Regions from separate parts of the Anser cygnoides genome. Here region 1 is linked to region 2. Evidence: chromatin contacts called from public Hi-C data. All regions are on one chromosome and are shown on one strand. Each heading gives the region's core, a stretch centred on a gene start, on an enhancer-like site or on the middle of the called end of the contact. The rest is flanking DNA. Distances are from core to core; before and after follow the strand shown. Region 1 holds the start of LOC106033299 (fatty acyl-CoA hydrolase precursor, medium chain-like). Region 2 holds the start of DYNC1LI2 (dynein cytoplasmic 1 light intermediate chain 2).

Region 1 (2,798 bases), core at 184-2,683, 170 kb before region 2:
ATTTCTTATATAGTTCCTAAGTCTCTGTGTTGTGCTAGTGGTGGAGATGTGTGAAAATTTCTCACAGATTTCACTCGGAACTGTGCAAACATGCATCATAGAACATACCTTGCCTCTTATTTTTAATACTTCCCTCAAGTCTTTCTGGAAAATTCTTTCTGTTGCAGTTATTTTTGTTCCAGATCAATCTGAAAATGAAAAGATATAAGTAGGAGGTGAGGTCTATATTAAAGAAGGGAAAATGAGACTCCTTCCAGGTGAACAGCTTTCTGACACATAAAATCCCATTTTCCCAAGCTTCTGCTAACACAACATATCTTTTAATTTAAAACCCAGATTTCCATCCCTTGTCTTCATCTCAATGACTAAATATTGAAATAAATCTCAGAAAATGAATTCACAGTGTAAATCAGAGTTAGCACTATTATCTGATATAAATGAGTTATCCTCTTATCACCTTTTGGTTCAAATTCAGTCACTCAATTTTTATATGGAATACAAAGTTAACACTTAGCTGGTCTAATGCAGATGCCCAAAATGAGAAGTCCACATACTGTATTGGATCACGAAAACCTCCAAAGAATGGGCTAGAAAACTTCCTTGTATGACCTTTCACTGTAAAAATGACCGACTCAAAAGACAAAAGCAGGCAGTGGGATTCAATCAGCTTAAATGAACTCTGAGTGCGTCCCAAATTAACAACTCTTACTCACCTCAGCCATCTGGACCAGCATTTTCTTACCATTTTCCTCTCCTTTTTCAGTCAACAAATGTAGTATCAGATGTATTAGCAATTAAATACATTGCTATTTAATTTATAGTGATTTACATTGATTAAATCTGCTAAAGAACAAATGAGCACAAAGGAAAAGAGAAAAAAAAAGTCAATATTCACTTTTATTATAGTATTCTGAATTGAAAGAACTGTCTACAACAGCAACAATACCGACACAGAGAGAAAAGTGCGTGCTTTCTAAACCTGACACTCTAGCTAATCAGCTAGTTGAGCTGTCAGAATAAAATGTGCTGTACAGCCACTGGTGGTAACTGAAAAGTTCCTGGTATTCAGCCTCACAGCCTGTTAGTGACAGGTGTCAAATGGCTGCCAAAGAAGTTACGACACCTATGCCAGCATCTATTGCACAAATATTTTTATCAGTAACACGGGATCCAAGCTTTTATTTCTGCTAGTCATCGGGGAAGCCACCTCCAGCAGCCTGAGGTGTTTTACTACCGATAACTACGACTTGATGCAGGCAGCAAGGTGTCACCTGAGCAACAACAACAAAAACTTACACTTCACCTTTTTTTTTGTGAGGAGAAATCAGACATACAGCAGAAAGTCTGAAGCAGACGATGTACTACCGCGCGATCACAGCGCGGTAACCCCGTTACGAGGGCTGTGCGCGGCAGCACGCCGCTTGCCCACACGAGGGCGCTGCCGCACAGGCAGCGGGGCCGCCCCGCTCCCTCAGCGCGGCTCCGCCCGCCCGGTGCGGCGGCGAAGGGCGGCCGGGCTCCTTCCGCCACCTCCAGCCATGGTGGGCCCGGCCGGCGGGGCGCCGCTGGAGAACGCCAACCCCCTCATCTACCGCCGCTCCGGGGAGCGGCCCGTGACGGCGAGGGAGGAGGACGACGAGCTGCCCGACTCTATCGACGACCGGGAGATCTTCGATATCCTGACGGGAGGGCCGGGCCAGGCCAGGCCGGGCCGGGGCAGGGCAGGGTACAGGACAGGGGGACAGGGCAGGGCAGGATCAGGATCAGGGACAGGACACAGGACAGTGCCCTTTCCTTAACCTGACACATCTCATCCGCTCCATCAATGATCCTGAGCACCCCCTCACCCTGGAGGAGCTGAATGTTGTTGAGCAAGTTCGAGTTAAAGTGAGGTTTCTTGTTCTCTTTTGCTTTGTTTCTGGTTGTTTGTTTGTGTGAGGATGTTTGGTTGTTTGGTTTTGTGCCATGAGAAGAGGTTTATTATTAGCTAACTACTGCATTAGCAGTCTTTAAAGCAGTGAAGAACCCCCAAGCAGCAAAGCACAGCTTCAAGCTGTGTTGCACACAACGTGCCTCCAGCTAGCTGGGGTGAAGGCAGTGAGCTTTGCACACAGGAATTATTTGCTTGCTTTCCAACAGGTGAACGATGCCGAGAGCACCGTGGCAGTGGAGTTCACGCCCACGATTCCCCACTGCAGCATGGCGACGTTAATCGGCCTGTCCATCAAAGTAAAATTGATCAGATCTCTGCCTGAGAGATTTAAGGTGAGTAATGAAATCACTCTGAAAGCACAAGGGAGGAATGGTGTTTAAAAACCAGCTAGCTAACTTACAGCATAAAATAACCGGAGCTTTTTTCTTTTGTATTATGGTGGGGGAGGGAAACACTCTAGGAATTGGGGAAGGAACTAAACTGAAAAATGGGTGCAGAGTTCCAGTTCTGTGATGGCCATGTCACAGGTGAGTGGGGTTATGATGGGAAGGTACCTGCTGGCCTCTACAGCATGGCACGGGAGATCTTGAGGCTTCTTGATTTTAGGCCTGGTTTTATGCTGCAGTGTAGAGTATCTGGCATTGGCAAGAATGTCTTTTTTGTTTTGTCTTGTTATTGCTGTATTTTCTTCATTAAATAGTTTTACTTTGAACTTCCAATGTTTTGTTAACTGGACACCTTTTTCTTTCTTCATGCTTTTTAAGATGGATGTTCATATAACACCAGGAACACATGCCTCTGAGCATGCTGGTAAGCTTTTTAGTGTTCTCTTGTGTGGTTTTTTTTTTTTACTAATCTTGAAAAT
Region 2 (2,700 bases), core at 123-2,622:
TTAAATGCTTAAAAGCATGCAAGATAACCTGAAACTGAAGGACTTGCACCGATGCTGATGCTGATATATATAAATAGTTTTTTAATGTTTTTCAGCTGTTGCACTTTTTTAAATATATATTATTAAAATATTAAAGAACCTATAAAAGATGCCTTAAGGCATATCTTTGTAAAGGCCCAATCCTATAAACGTTTATGAATGGAGCTATTCCAAGTGGTGTAATTAAATATTGGCCTACATATTTGCAGAACCTGAGCCAAAAGTAATACCAAGGAGTGGTGTGTACGTCAGGGAGATTTTGGTCTGTTACGCGCTCCACAAAGTATTTTTCCAAGGACTCAAAAGCTAGTCCAGGCAAGCTTCTATTTTGTGTAGTATCTGAATGTATATTAGTAATCCATATTATTCTGGCCTAAATATATTTGAAGTGGAGAAAATATGTAAGACATACATCTTTAGTAACAGATGTAATCAGAGTATCACAATATTGACAATATACCTAATTATAGGTAATAATTTAGACTGTGAATGACCTCTGGAGTCAGTAATCCAACTTCCTTAGAGCAGGCCTAATTTCAAAGTTAGTCTGGGTGCTCTGTGCCTTGTCAAGTGCTGAAAATCTCCAAGGCTGAAATCCCCACAATCTCCTCTGCCGCATTAATTCTCTCGTAATGAAAATTGCTGAAATAGGCATCATTAAATCGTTCTTGTAAAATCCAGAAAGGAAGAGTCATGACTGGAAGCGAGTAGAGACGCGTTGTGTGAATTTGTGCAAGTCGATTCATCTCTGTCTGACAGTGATTGACCGAACACTCTTGGTAACTGTATTTTCTTGTATAAACTGCTTTGAAATGCACGCGAAATGGTTATTAGTAATATAGTTGCATAAGAACCATTCATGTCACTTTTAGACTTCTTATGCTACCTCGTGCTTTGAAAAGTGCAAGTGCCTGATGGTCACTGCCCAATCGTGAGAGAAAGCATGTTTGCATAAAAAAAAAAAAGTGGGAATTGTTTTGTAACACGAGTAGAAGAACAAAATTTATCGGAGGGATGCACGAAGGTGGGTGGAAATCTTCGAGCTTTATTCCAGCCCTCTGACTACATCTATCGCTTGACTATTCACACTGCACACACTAACCCCGCACACCGGGAAGTCACCGAGAGCCCGGGCAGGGCTCTGGCCCCGTCCCCTTTCATCCCGGCCCCGTCCCCTTCCCTAATCCCGGCCCCGTCTCCCCCTCACCCTCCGGCACCAGAGGGCGCTGCCGAAGGCCGCCCCCCGCCGCGGGAGGCACCGCCCAGGGCGGAGGCGCTGCCGGGGCTGCCCGGGCGCCGCCTGATCGCGTCGCGGCCGCGGCACCGGGCGGTTGCGCGGCCGCGTGAGGCAGCGCCGGGCCGGGCAGGGCGCAGCCGGGAGCGGGGGGCGGCGGCGGCGGCACCGGGCGGTGGCGGCAGCAGCGGCGGGCGGGCCGGGGAGAGGGAGGAGCGGGGTCCTCGGCGCGCCCGGCTGAGGTCACTCTTTGTGGCTGCGGCTCGCAAGATGGCGCCCGTGCTGGTGGAGAAGAAGCTGCTGGGGCCGGACGGGCCCGGCGGCGCCGAGCTGCCCAGCGAGGAGGAGGAAGGGCAGAACCTGTGGTAAGCCCCCGGCCGAGGGAGGGGGGCACGCGCGCGTCCTTCGTGCCCCGCCAGCCGGGCGTCCCGTGCCTGTCACGGCGGGGTCCCCCTGCCCAGCGGCGCCGCCCCGGCCCTCCTGCGGCGGGCGGGAGCCCCGAGCCTCGGCTGTGGCGGAGCCCCGAGCCCCGGCCGTGGCGGAGCGAAGCCCGCAGCCCGCTGACAGGAGCTTCCCGGCCCGGTGGGGGAACAGGGCCGGCGGGGATGGGGGCAGAGCCGGGGGTTGGGTCGTGGCGCACGGCGGGTTGCGGGATGGGGCCTGGGGGATTCGATGTGTTGCTTTTCAGTCAGTTATCTGTTTAAAAAGAAAAAGAAATGCGTGTGAAATGCAGTAATGGATTGTGGGAAGAGTTAGTCATCAGCTGGGAAGTAATGCTGAGCAGTAACGTGAGCTCTTCTGCGGGAGAGCAGCTTCAGGAGGCTTCAGTGCCCGTGCTCTAGGAGCTATAAAAGCTTTCCTCAAAAAGGTGGCACTCTTCTGGGGAGGCTTTTTATTAAAATGAACTCAAATCTTTACCTGTAACAAGCCTAGTTTGTAAATAGAATGAATGTGACTGGATTGGTCCGCGTAGATCTGCTGAGCTCATCAGCGCTGTCAGACGAGCGGTGCGTGCTGGTGCCTGTGTGCAGTGTGTGCCTGTCAGCCTAACGAGGACGATGCTCTTTTTCTAGGTCTTCGATACTGAGTGAAGTTTCTACCCGGTCGAGATCTAAATTGCCCTCAGGCAAAAATATTCTTGTTTTTGGTAAGTAGCACATGCAAGCATGAGGATTTTCTTTTTTTGGTAGAAGCAAAGCACGTCGAAAACAATGATGCGAACAAATTGACGTATCATTTTGTTAAAATTAGCTTATGTAATGTGATCTATGCCATTCTTGTCTTCAGGCTGGTGGATTTATTTTCTTTCTGGTTTATCCTGTTAGTTTTATAAGATATATTTAAATAAATGAAATGTAATACTGAACAATGAAGTGCTTCTTTCTTATTGTTGTGGTATAAGCTGTTGGATTCCGCTAGAACGCTTA

Evidence for each region. Hi-C and Micro-C count contacts between places; a contact is called where the count stands out from the background.
Region 1: a Hi-C map of liver shows a contact between it and region 2, with 7 times the contacts expected there. The contact joins the promoter of LOC106033299 here to the promoter of DYNC1LI2 in region 2. A contact is called at or near these places in 2 of 7 Hi-C or Micro-C datasets (both in liver).

What each region holds. Positions count from the first base shown.
Region 1 is chr12:9,957,080-9,959,877 of Taihu_goose_T2T_genome, reverse strand. It overlaps LOC106033299 (fatty acyl-CoA hydrolase precursor, medium chain-like), which reads right to left and starts at 1,433. Exons shown (of 14, transcript XM_013176725.3): 1 at 1,304-1,433; 2 at 109-188. The coding sequence starts at 1,332. CIAO2B (cytosolic iron-sulfur assembly component 2B) reads left to right here and starts at 1,236. Exons shown (of 5, transcript XM_067004188.1): 1 at 1,236-1,676; 2 at 1,810-1,887; 3 at 2,140-2,265; 4 at 2,698-2,743. The coding sequence starts at 1,251.
Region 2 is chr12:9,783,485-9,786,184 of Taihu_goose_T2T_genome, reverse strand. It overlaps DYNC1LI2 (dynein cytoplasmic 1 light intermediate chain 2), which reads left to right and starts at 1,372. Exons shown (of 13, transcript XM_048068901.2): 1 at 1,372-1,638; 2 at 2,347-2,420. The coding sequence starts at 1,544. TERB1 (telomere repeat binding bouquet formation protein 1) reads left to right here. Exons shown (of 20, transcript XM_067004179.1): 20 at 1-955.